Linked DNA regions of Sus scrofa: region 2 is linked to region 1. A link is a contact called in public HiChIP or PLAC-seq data. All regions are on one chromosome and are shown on one strand. The core of a region is the stretch at or near the end of the contact, and the rest is flanking DNA. Distances in the headings are between cores, read along the strand shown.

Region 1 (6,245 bases), core at 1,637-4,136:
CTCCTGGAAAACAGGGGTGAAAATAATAATACTATTTCTACCAGGGCCCTGAAAGCCCACTGAACACCTTCGTGTAAACTCAGAAATACATCACAGGGGGGACTCTGTGGGCTTGGGTACAGACAGTGGCTTTATGTGAATTAGGAAGAGTTTGTGTAGTTTGACCAAGACTGCTCAGGCTGGCATCCAGCCCCAACTTGTCTCCTCAGCTGGGCACCTTTGTTCTGGGCACAACCTGTGCAACCAGCTGTGGTAGCTCTGACAAACATACCAGAGAAGGGAAGAGCATGTGAGTCAATTAAGATTCCGTTAAAGATGGAGTTCCCATCATGGCACAGCAGAAACGAATCCGACTAGCATTATGAGGTTTCAGGTTCGATCCCTGTCCTCACTCAGTGGGTTAAGGGTCCAGCGTAGCCGTGAGCTGTGGTGTAGATCACAGATGCAGCTCAGATCCGATGTTGCTGTGGCTCTGGTGTAGGCTGGCAGCTGTAGCTCTGATTGGATCCCTAGCCTGGGAACCTCCATATACTGTGGGCGTGGCCCTGAAAAGCAAAAAAAAAAAAAAAAAAAAAGATTCAGTTAAAGATGCTGTTATTATCCTCATCAAAATTTCTTGGGAGGCTGGGGTGGAAGAGGGTTCAGAGCATCTCTAGATTCGTGCCGAGTTTTCTTAGAGAACTGGAGTGATTTGCCAGAAGCCCTTGGTTATTAGAGAACTTGAGCCAAGTGGCTTGAGCCAAGTTGTCTTGACTTTCAGCCTCCAACCAATCCTGACTAGGGGTCTGTAGACAACTGTTGAGATTCAAACTGCAGAACCCTTGATAGAAGATGGGAGAAGAGGCACCATGGCCATTCCTGACCCCAGGTGTCTGCCTAGAATCATTCAAAGGGTAAAATCCCAGAAGATGGGATAACCATAAGTTTGTTTTCTGTGTTTGTGAGTCTGTTTCTATTTTGTAAATAAGTTCCTTTGTATTACTTTTTAGATTACACATATAAATGATATAATATCATATTTGTCTTTGTCTGGCGTCATTCACACAGTATGATAATCTCTGGGTCCACCCATGTTGCCACAAGTGGCATTATTTCATTCATTTTTATGTCTGCGTAATGTCCCATTGTATGTATGTACCATGTCTTCTTTATCCATTCATATGTGGATGGGCCCTTCGCTTGCTTCCTGGTCTTGGCTATTGTAAATAGAGCTTCTGTGAACATTAAAGTGCAGGTGTCTTTTCAGATTAGAGTTTTTGTCTTTTCTGAATATATGTGCAGGAGTGGAATCCCTGGATCGTAGGGTAACTCTATTTTTAGGAAGCTCCACACTGTCTTCCGTCGTGCCAGTCACCATTTTAATAGTAGACAAGGAATATTATTAGATGGCGGTATATTTCTGTTACATGTGCATGAAAAACCTTTTACAAGTGGTATTTTCTTACTATAAAGCCTTTTCTGAGTTAAACCAAATGGAAAACAAAGAGAAAACAAAGGGGTTGCACCGCTCTAGAGATGAGGTCAACCTATATATCCCCAGTCCCTCCTTAAAATCTGTTTTGTTTGTTTGTTTGTTCTTTTAGCTTTTTTAGCACTGCATGTATAGCATATGGAAGTTCCCAGGCTAGGGGTTGAATCAGAGCTGCAGCTGCCAGCCTACACCACAGCCACAGCAACATCAGATCTGAGCTGCATCTGCGACCTACATCACAGCTCAGGGCTACAGTGGATCCTTAACCAGCCTACACCACAGCCACAGCAACATGGGATCCTTAACCCAATGAGTGCGGCTGGGGATCGAATCCACATCCTCATGGATACTAGTCAGGTTCATAACCTGCTGAGCCACAAGGAACTCCAAAATCTTTTAAATCATAAAATATAACACAACTAGGGAAAACCACATAAATTTGTAGTTTAGTTAATTATTTGAGGTGAACAGTTTTAGAATCACAGTCTCAGGAAGTAGATCCAAGGAGTTCCCGTTATGGAGCAGTGAAAACGAATCCAACTAGGAGCCATGAGGTTGCGGGTTCGATCCCTGGCCTTGCTCAGTGGGTTAAGGATCTGGCGTTGCCGTGAGCTGTGGTGTACATCGCAGACGTGGCTCAGATCTGGCATTGCTGTGGCTGTGGCGTAGGCCGGCAGCAACAGCTCCGATTAGACCCCTAGCCTGGGAACCTCCATACGCTGCAGGTGTGGCACTAAAAAGACAAAAAGACAAAAAAAAAAAAAAAAAAAAAGAAGTAGATCCAATTCAAGAAGTACAATTTTGTCATCCTGGAAGCCCATCCTGGGCTCCCCCCATTGATAATTCCTTCTCTCCTTTTAAAAGTCACTCTTCTCATTTTATGTTGACTACTTCCTTGCTCTTCTTCATAGTTTGACTTGCTCAAGTCATACCAATTTTTAAAAGGACAGAATGGAGTTCCCTGGTGGCTCGGTAGGTTAAGGATTGGGCATTGTCACTGCTGTGGTGCAGTTTCCATCCCTGGCCCAGAAACTTCTGCATGCCATGGATGCAGCCAAAAATAAAATAATAAAATAAAATAAAATAAAATAAAATAAAATAAAAGGACAGGCTGTTTAAATCATGATCATCCTATCTGTACAATGACCACTTCTCATGTTTTATTTTCTCTTAGTAATCTAAAAACTTGTATGGGCGTATTCTAGTAGTTTTCTAACTAGGCTTTGATGTGTTTTAAAATTCCAAGTACTGGTGAAATACAAGAGTTTTGTGGTTACTTTGGATTCTTAGCTAAAAATGATTCAGTTAGTAGAATATCAAATGGTGAAATCGATCAGTTCTTCAGACAGCCCTATAACTGTCATAGGACTGTGTGTCCTTGGCAGATCCTCTAGTTCCCGTTCTTTGCCCCAAACCAGGAAGCCAAGGGGCTTGGCCTGCCTTCCTTCCCATTCTCAGTGCTAACGTCATGTCGATTTGATGGCTGACAAAAGCCATTTCGGTGTATTGAGCAGGTGAGAGAGTGGGTTGAGTATACATGAAATGACCGATAGTGAACTGTCATCAGTGACATCAAATATGAACAAGTGCTTCTAGAAACAGCGAGGAGGCACCGGACAGGTTTTTGACCTCAGTACATTCCCTGGACTGCTGAATCGTTCTCAGACAGCATTTTATTATGAATATTTTGCAACATAAGAGGGAGGGAGGGGAGGAGGCAGGGAGAGGGAGACTTTTCCCTGGACTGCTGAATGCTCCAGACAGCATTTTATTATGAATATTTTGCAACATGAGAGGGAGGGAGGGGAGGAGGCAGGGAGAGGGAGAAAGGGAAAGAGAAAGGTCAGGGAAGAAGGGAGGAAGGAAGACAGGCAGGCTAGTTGGTCCAAATAGGTCATATGCCCTCCAACGAGTTTCAATAAGTGTTAATATTTTCTATATTTACCTCTTAGGTACATGTAGGCACACATAACCCTATTTTTTCAACCTTTTCAAAATAAATTACCAGTATCGGGTCCTTTCCCTCTAAATACTTTGCTGCACATCTCCGAGATATAAGAACATTCTTCTGCATGACCACTGTGCCACTGTCGCTCTTAATAACGCAAAGTCATGCTCTGATTTTTTTTTTTTTTTTTTTTTTTTTTTTTCTGTCTTTTGTCTTTTTGTCTTTTGTTGTTGTTGCTATTTCTTGGGCCGCTCCCTCGGCATATGGAGGTTCCCAGGCCAGGGGTCCAATCGGAGCTGTAGCCACCGGCCTACGCCAGAGCCACAGCAACGCGGGATCCGAGCCGCATCTACGACCTACATCACAACTCACAGCAACACCGGATTGTTAACCCACTGAGCAAGGGCAGGGACCGAACCCGCAACCTCATGGTTCCTAGTCGGATTCGTTAACCACTGCGCCACGACGGGAACTCCGCTCTGATATTTTGTATATATTCAGCTTTCCCCAATCGTGCCCAAAACATCACCTATAAATCTTCTCTTAAACCAGGATTTCATTAAGGCACACACCATGCAATTTGTTGTCGTGTCTCTGAAGTCTCTTAAAGAAAAGTCTCCCCTTTTCTTTACAGCACTGGCTTTTTGAAGGCCAATTTTCTTATAAAATGTGTCATTTTTTGGATTTGCCCAATTGTTTCCTCATGGCCTCATTTCATCCAGACAGTGTGTAGAGGAGCATATGACATCGTGAGATTTTGTACGCAGCACCCACTGGCCCAGATCCATCTGTGAAGCAGCAGATGAGCTTCAACGATGCTTTCTCTTGAGCAATAGTTTTGAACGACAATTGCAACCACCTGATTTAGACACTGCAGGGTGGATTTTTTCCTCTCCTTAGAAGCTTGAGAAAAAATAGAACTTCCAGTCAGTCATAAATATATTATTAAATGGTTTCCACTCATGATTCTAACCTCAAACTACCTTGGAAAGTGGGCTTCTACAACCTTCTTTTAAAGCTGATGGATCAGGAGTTCCCCTTGGGGCTCATTGGGCTAAGAATCTGACGTAGTCTCTGTGAGGATGCAGGTTTGATCCCTGGCCTCACTCAGTGGGTTAAGAATCTGGTGTTGCCACAGGCTGGAGCCTAGGTTGCAAATGTGGCTTGGATCTGGCATTGCTGTGGCTGTGGTGTAGGCTGGCAGCTGCAGTTCTGGTTTGACCCCTAGCTTGGGAATTTCCATATGCTGCGGGTGTGGCCCTAAGAAGAAAAATAGTAATAATAACAAAAAAATAAAGATGATGGGTCAGGCTCAGAGAAATGAAGCCACTGGGCCAGTGTCATGTAGCTCCTAAGTGCCAAACTGAAATTTGGACCCAGATTTGCCTAATTCAGAAGTTTTGTATTTCACTGTGCTGAGCACCAGGTGACAGTTCTGTATACTATTCATCAAAATTAGCCATGAACTGAAGTATTTAAGGGGTGACATGATCCACAGGTAAAAATAACACCATGGCTGAAGCCTGTCTCTGCTCCTGGGGATGGAGGCAACACACACGTAGCCCAGAAGTTCTCCACTAGCCCAGTTTCTTTCCAGAAAATGGGCTACCAAAGAACTTTTTTGTTTCTTTTCCTTTGCTCTCAAATCCATTGTGCACACTTTAGGTTGTGTTAAAGCTCATGAGTGTTATTTGTGTTTCTTTGCAGTCTCTCTTCTGTCTCTTTGGAAGGTAAGAACAGCCTGAGGATGTGCAAACATACTTACTGCTAAACCTGATCGCATGTTTCTGGACAGACCCATTTTCTGTCTAGTGCATACAATGGCTGGATCCAAGGATGCAGTGCTTCCACGGTGCTTTGGAGCATTTCTCATACTCTTTTTTTTTTTTTCCTGGTCATTTTTGGCTGCCCTGAGGCATATGGAGTTCCTGGGATAAGGATCAGAGCCACAGTTGCGACCTAAGCTTCAGCTGCAGCAATGCTGGATCCCTAACCCACTGTGCCAGCGTGGGTGATTGAACCCACTCCCCCAACGTGCCGCTGATCCCATTGTGCCACAGCAGGAGCTCGATTTCTTGTATACTTAATTGGATTTTTTTTTTGTGTGTGTGGAGTCTGTCAATCTGTGGCCATAAACAGCTCCTTCTGGTTTTCTGATGACATGATGAAAATGTAAATGAATTCTGCAGATTGCATCTTATTATCCTCAACAGTAAGCACTCAGAGATAGTGCTGGAGAGGATCGTGGTCTGATAATGTTGATTAAATCACCACATGCCTGGGCTTCTGTGTTGTTTCATTGCCAATCCAAAGTGAAGAGCTATGGTTATTAAGAGAGGGTAGTGATGGAATTGTCATAAGAATAGGTGCCTTTGGAAGGTGGTAGGTGGGACTGTGAAAGCCTGGCCTGGGTAGAGGGAGGCCTGGCTCCAGTCTCATCCTAATTGATGGCTGGCTTATGGCCTTGCGTGAGTCACTTAATTTGCAGGACATTATTTTTTTCTCATCTGTAAAATGAAGAGGTGGTATCTATAACTTGGACTTATTCCCGTGTAGTGAGAAGAGAATGGGAGGGATCTATAAAAAGATTTCTGGGTGCATGTGAGAGATGCTTGCGGGGGGCCAGAGAGGAAGCAGAGTGACCACAAAGAGGGCTGGTGCCTTTCCTCGCTGAGCAGTGATGGAGGCTTGGACTAGAGTGGTGGTGTAGAGGCAGAGTGAAAGGACAGGTCTACAGAGCATTTTTGGAGAGAGGAACATAGATAGCTCTTCTCGATGGTCTGAATGTGTTTTTATGTTGTTGGCAATGGGAGGTGGTGGTGCCAT
Region 2 (6,245 bases), core at 2,490-4,989, 190 kb after region 1:
AATGAAGTGCTAGATAATAGAGTCAGAAGACTAGAGGGATATAAGATGGCACAGGACAGGGGAGATCACTCTAGGTTGGGGTTAGTCTAGTCGGGAATGTTTTATGTGAAATGTGGATTTTGAAACTTGTGGGATTTGCTTTGGAATGGAGGAGAGACGCAAGCTCTTCCATGCACTGGAACTGGCAGAAGCCAAGTCATGGACAGTGGTGAGGAGCCCACAAGAGGACCCTGAGAGGGGAGCGCAGGGCAAACAGGTGAGGAGGACTAGACGCCACGCACTGCCATGGCCCCTCCCGGTTTTCCCTGAGACTTTTCCAAGTGGAAATCTCACACTCACTTCTTTTACATTTTAAAATATTGGCTTCGTTAAGAAAACCATATCATAGCCCACATACTAGGCTCCTAGACTCCAGGATTGGAAAAGAATTTGGAAAGTCTTCTAGTCTAAGGACTCATCTTTTAAATTTTATTTTATTTTTTATATTTTAGGGCCGCGTCTATGGCATATGGAAGTTCCCAGGCTAAGGGTCAAATCAGAGCTGCAGCCTCCGGCCTACAGCACAGCCACAGCAAAGCGGGATCCAAGCCACATCTGTGACCTACACCACAGCTCATGGCAACCCCAGATCCTTAACCCACTGAGTGGGGCCAGGGATTAAACCTGAGTCCTCATGGATACGAGTCAGGTTCCTTATTGCTGAGCCACAACGGGAACTCCAAATCGAAGGACTAATTTATCCTATTTAGGGACCTGCAGAGAGATGTTTTGAAAGATGTTTGATGTCTCCCTTAAAGCTAATCCAGGTTTTCTTGATCCACATGAGTTATACTTGTGTTTGAATCCCTTCCTGCCTTGATGGTGCCAAAAATGACCCTTTCCTAAAATACCTAAAGTACACCACACGGGAATTCCCTGGTGGTTCAGTAGGTTAAGGATTTGGCATTGTCACTGCCGTGGCTCGTTGCTGTGGTAGGTTTGATCCCTGGCCCGGAAAGTTCCGTATGCCACGGGTGTGGCCAAAAATAATAATATAATACTCCATGCACTAAGTCAAAGGTCAAACCCACCTGAGCCTGAGCTTATATATATATATTTTTTAAAGTGTAATAATAGCATAGGCAATATTGTGAGAGTTCAGATATATAGAGCCCTTAGCATAATGTCACGGTGACTCAGACTTGCCCTTGAATTGTTTGTAACAGTGTCATTCAACTAACAGAAGAGAGAAAGTTACCATATAGTTTTTCAGAAGCCTGAAAGAGTGATAGGTGCAAAGTTTTTAAGGTTAAAGTAAGGTCGTTAAAATCCCCGTCTTGAACAGATGTGAATTTCAAACACATGGGATGGATTCCCTGTCATCTTCCAGCTCTGCCCGGCAGTCGTTCCAGCGGTAATTCTGGAGGAAGCATGCAGACATGAGCAGATTTTTCCAGAGGATGATCGCCCTTGCAGATGTGCACATGCTTCCTCCTGCAGCTCATTTTGCTTCTCCTCTTATTCACTTTTCCCCAGTTGTGGCTTCCCTCTGCCACCTAGACTGCACCCCGCGACCCCCAGGACTCCCACCACTTGACCTCCTGTCCTCTCCCTCTTGCCAACTCATCCCAATCGATGTCCTGCACACCCTTCCCACCAGCGGTCACCTCCCCCCAGTTTTGTGGCAATTCTCCCTCTTGAACCAACAGCCAGACTCAGCTGTTAGGTATCTGAACGACTTCACCTGCATTTTGCAAGCTAACTAACAAGATAGGTCTGTTTTTTCCACCTGGACAAAGCTCTAGGCCCGCCTTTTAAAAATTCAGTTCTTTGGTAATGTTTTCAGATTCAAGAAAACAGACAATCGGATCTTTCTTGAAGCATTTCATTTTGCACTGAGAGCAGGGTGAAGGCATTTGAGTAGGTGCTGTTTTCCTTACAACTGAGACCAACTGCAGATTCCTTTGAGATGGCTAATGTCAAGAGATATTTCTCTAGAAACTTTTTCTCAACACAGAAATAGTTGCAAGAGCATTAGATTGAATGCTCTTTTAAAAGTCATTAGAGGTATTTAGGATGCAGTGGGTTAAGGATCTGGCATTGTCTCTGGGGCGGTGTGGGTTGATCCTGGCTCAGCACAGTGGGTTAAAAGGTTACGGCGTTGCCTGCTGCATCTGTGGCTCAGCTTCGATTTCTGGCCTGGGAACCTCCACACAGAGGGAGGGAAGGAAGGAAGGAGAGAAAGAAAGAAAATGTGAGGTTCGTCTTCTCTGCGCTTTCTTTTCCTCGGTCCTTGCCTACACACAGCAAGGATTTGGAGGTGCAGGCTGAGAAGCACAGCAGTGGAGCCAGGTTTGGAGCCAGTTTTAGAGCCAGCAGGCTTCGTTCCCCAAGGATGCAGACAGGCAGTCTGGCGGGAGGTTGTGCTGGCCTGGAGGAGCTGCAAGAGCACAAGGATAGACCCACTGGTCTTGCCACGTAGGGATGGAGGCAGGCGGTCTCTCCAGGCAGGAGCAATCAGCTCAGGATGGGAGCAGTTCTGGGTTGGAGGGAATTTCCTCTTGAACCAACACTGCAGTGTAGCAGCTCTGACCTGGGCTCTTTTAATGAGTGGCTCCAGTCCACTGCCCCGAGCCCGTTGCCCGGAGTGAAAAACGCTCCTGCTGGTTGCCTCGGAGTTTGCAATCAAGAGTCAGGTAGCAGGAGTTCCTGTCATGGCTCAGAGGTTAACGAACCCAGCTAGTATCCATGAGGACACAGGTTCAATCCCTGGCATTGCTCACTGGTGTTGCCCTGAGCTGTGGTGTAAGTCACAGAGGGCTCAGATCCCGCGTTGCTGTGGCTATGGCGTAGGCTGGCAACTACATCTTGATTCCTAGCCTGGGAACCTCCATATGCTGTGGGTGCAGCCCTAAAAAGACCAAAAGAAAAGAAAAAAGAATTATGTAGCAATGTACAGCAAGTTTTACCGATGCCCTCAGAGAGAGCAGGCCACCTTGGGTAGGGACTGGCCCTGGCTACAGCTGGGTCTCTCCTTATATTCCTATATCGTGGATCAGTTTGGGGATCCCTATTCTCTTGCCCCAGGCCACTAATTTCCTCCTACACCCTGAGTGTCTAAGGGGGTGCATTTGGATCCTCTGATGGGTTTCAGGCAAGGACCCCTTATTTGTATGGGAAAAAGATTCCAGGGAGATGCTCCAAGGCTGATATCTGCATGGCTTCATTGTTTGATGGCAGGTCTCCTGTTTTTGGTAACGATAAATGGCCCATTTTGAATCACCCAGGTCAGTGTTCTTATCCTATCCTGCATAACAAAAGAAAGGAAGGAAGGAAAGAAGGGAGAGAGAGAAGGAAAGAAAGAAAAGAAAAGGGAAAAAAGAGAAAGAAAGAAAGAGAAAGAAAGCAAGCAAGAAAGGGACAATTAAAAAAAAAAAAAAAAAAGCAAACAAAAAAACCTAGTCCATCTGACCTGGATCAGACCTGCACATGGTTTGAAAAGTTTGAGGAGTGGGGAGCCTAGGGCTGCATGTAGCTCCTCTTTTGTCCAGTGAATATAGGTATTTGGTGACACAAAAGTGAAAGGGGAAACACACACGTGGCTTATGTGGCACCTGAGTCCTGATGCCAAGACATAAATAGTCTGGTTTTCCAGGCTGGTGTCCAGATGAGTTATTCAAGACTAGAGCCGGGAAATCACTCTGAGTCACCGAATAGTAGCTCAGGAAAGGACCTTGGACATCTCGTCTTCCAGCCCTCGGTGGTGAAATGATTCGTGCAAGCTCCATCCTCTGTCCTAGAAGCAGGGCCCCTCAAGCAGCCCCATTCTTCCTCTCCTGCCCCGTATTTCCAATTCATTCCTCAGAGTTGGGCTCTGGACTGGTCCACCAGTAAGGTTCTTGTTAAAATGAGCAGCCCGTGCCAGGTAGATTTGTGGCGGGAGGGACCACGTCCCTCTCAAGCCAGGAGACTGTCACCTCCCACTCGTGGCCTCAGGGCTCGGTCTGGCACCAGAGCCAGTTTGGATGCTGTCCTCAGTCAAGGGAAAGCCAGCTCCTGGCTTGGGCGCCCGTAACCTCTCTATGCTCTCATTCATTCGTGTCCAGGGATCTGTTTTTATTTACTTGCTTTCATTCTTGAGGCAGTGTTACCAGTTGGAGAAGGGAAAGCATCTCTTCTGTTCAGATGTAACCGAAGGGAAGTGTGGGTCAGAAAGCACATTTCCTAGCGAGGCGGGTGTGTTTCTCCCGCGTCTCTTCGCCCTGGTTAAAACTGCCAATTTCGAACTCATTTCCTTTGCAGTAATGATGGGTGTACAGAAGTAACAAGCCTTCAGGATGGAGGATCCAGACAGAAGTTAATTCAACTGGCTTTGGGGATTTCCTTTGATTCCATACAGTCTATGTGCATATGTAACAGAATACAGAAAACCATACAGAGAATGGAAGCTCCCTCTTACTCCAGCCACTCCGAAATCAAGAGTTTCAAAAATGTGTCCTTCTCTTCTTTTTCTCGGTGTATTTATAATATTTTTTTTAACATGGGCTCATGTTATTCACATTGTTGTAACTTGCCTTTTCTCTTAATTTATCTTGAATATTTTGCTAGTCATAGCCTGATTTGGGTGACTAGGATGCATTGAAACGAAACCTGTGAGTATAATTGCCATAAGTCTTGTATCTAACATTGGCTTACCTGGCACGGATTCCATGTTGGCTCTTTGCCAGATACAGTGCTGGGCCCCCGGACACCTCCACCCCCACCCCTAACCTGGCTTGGATGGAAAGCTCCAAGACGCGGGGATGGCTGCGGTGGTCTGGCCTCAACTGCCCTGGGAAGTGAAGACATGGCTAAATTGCCCCCTGTCCTGAGAGATTCTGGAGGGTTCTCATCTTTTGCATGATAAATGGATGAGAGGTCGAAAGGAAAGGATGAGCCCGAATGGATGAGAGGGACAGGGTGTGGCAAAGGCAGTTTGAACCATTGTAGCAATAAACTTGGGATGCTCTGGTTCTGGCCCCATTCTTATGGGTCAAGAACCTTTAAATACCTGAGGATGACTTGGAAGTGGGTGTGACTCCCAGCCCAGATGGTGGAGCATTGAGGCTACCCACACAAGTCGGGGTTCCCACCTCCCCACCTACTAGCAGCATGACACTGGATAAGTCGCTTAGCCTCCTGGGCCCCAGCTTCCTCACCTGTGTATAAAGGGAATCTTATTGGTACAAACTTAATAGACTTGTGCTGAGAACTAAGGAAGATAATTATACTGACACGTGTAAATACAGTAAATATTGATTGTGGCTACAGTAACAATAGTATGTAACCTTCATTTTAAGCGAAGAGAAATTGGGTCATCTGGGTGTTCAGTGTTTGAGTGTTAAGCCACAGAGAAATGCATCCAGAGGAGTTCCCATCATGGCTCGGCAGTTAACGAACCCAACTAGTACCCATGAGAACCTGGGTTTGCTCAGTGGGTTAAGGATCCAGCATTGCTGTGAGTGTGGTGTAGGCTGGCAGCTACAGCTCTGATTTGACCCCCAGCCTGGGAATCTCTATATGCCACGAGTGCACCCCTAAAAAGACAAAAAAAAAGAAAAAAATAAATACATCCAGAAACATGGACATTCCTGAAAGTGGCAGTTCTGCATTACTGGAATGAGGTGTGCTAGTAAATAGTCCTTAGTGAAGTGGTGCTTGAGGATTTTGTCTCCTTTGCATTATAAATCACATCTAAAGGACTTCATGAATTATGGGACTTCATGTACACTTGCCACATTTGAGCATCTCTAAATCAAATTATAGCTTATAAAAAATAGTGTGTCCTGTTTAACAGGCAGTGTATTTTCTTTCTTAATAGTACCTAAAATAATATAATTAAAATTGATGGCATCTAGGGTTTAATAAAATATGTCCATTCATTTGTTCCTGTTTGGGCTGGGAAGGCTTTGGCTCAGTCTTTATAGTTATTTATTTCTATTCATTGGAAACACCAGTGTTCTCAAGAACTTTATTATTATTTTTTTTTTTCCTTTTTTGGCCACCCCATGGCATACGGACTTCCTGGGCCAGGGATCAGATCCAAGCCGCAGTCGTGAACTAAGACGCAGCTGCGGCAACACTGGATCCTTAACCCACTGTGCCGGGCTGGGGATCGAACCTGTGTCCCAGTGCTTCCAAGATGCTGCTGATCCCGTTGTGCCACAGTGGGAATGCCTCAAGAACTTTATTCATCAATATTTATCTGCAAATTTGTTTCCCAACCT

The links. HiChIP or PLAC-seq counts read pairs in DNA pulled down with a chosen protein or histone mark.
Region 2: an H3K27ac HiChIP or PLAC-seq map of skeletal muscle shows a contact between it and region 1, with 4 times the contacts expected there. The contact joins two enhancer-like sites. A contact is called at or near these places in 2 of 47 Hi-C or Micro-C datasets (both in embryonic fibroblasts) and 1 of 2 datasets of contacts at active chromatin or transcription factors (skeletal muscle).

Annotation. Positions count from the first base shown.
Region 1 is chr8:32,556,570-32,562,814 of Sscrofa11.1, forward strand. All of the region lies in intron 1 of LIMCH1 (LIM and calponin homology domains-containing protein 1), which reads left to right. Among named protein-coding and RNA genes, the nearest start is that of LIMCH1, 130 kb to the left of the region's middle. Within about 2 kb of position 2,887, at least 9 of the 83 cell types and tissues checked have an H3K27ac peak or open chromatin away from gene starts, as enhancers often do. A contact at or near this core is called in embryonic fibroblasts and skeletal muscle, where this site is marked.
Region 2 is chr8:32,743,457-32,749,701 of Sscrofa11.1, forward strand. The region is part of intron 21 of LIMCH1 (LIM and calponin homology domains-containing protein 1); the gene reads left to right. Among named protein-coding and RNA genes, the nearest start is that of PHOX2B, 100 kb to the right of the region's middle. Within about 2 kb of position 3,740, at least 9 of the 83 cell types and tissues checked have an H3K27ac peak or open chromatin away from gene starts, as enhancers often do. A contact at or near this core is called in embryonic fibroblasts and skeletal muscle, where this site is marked.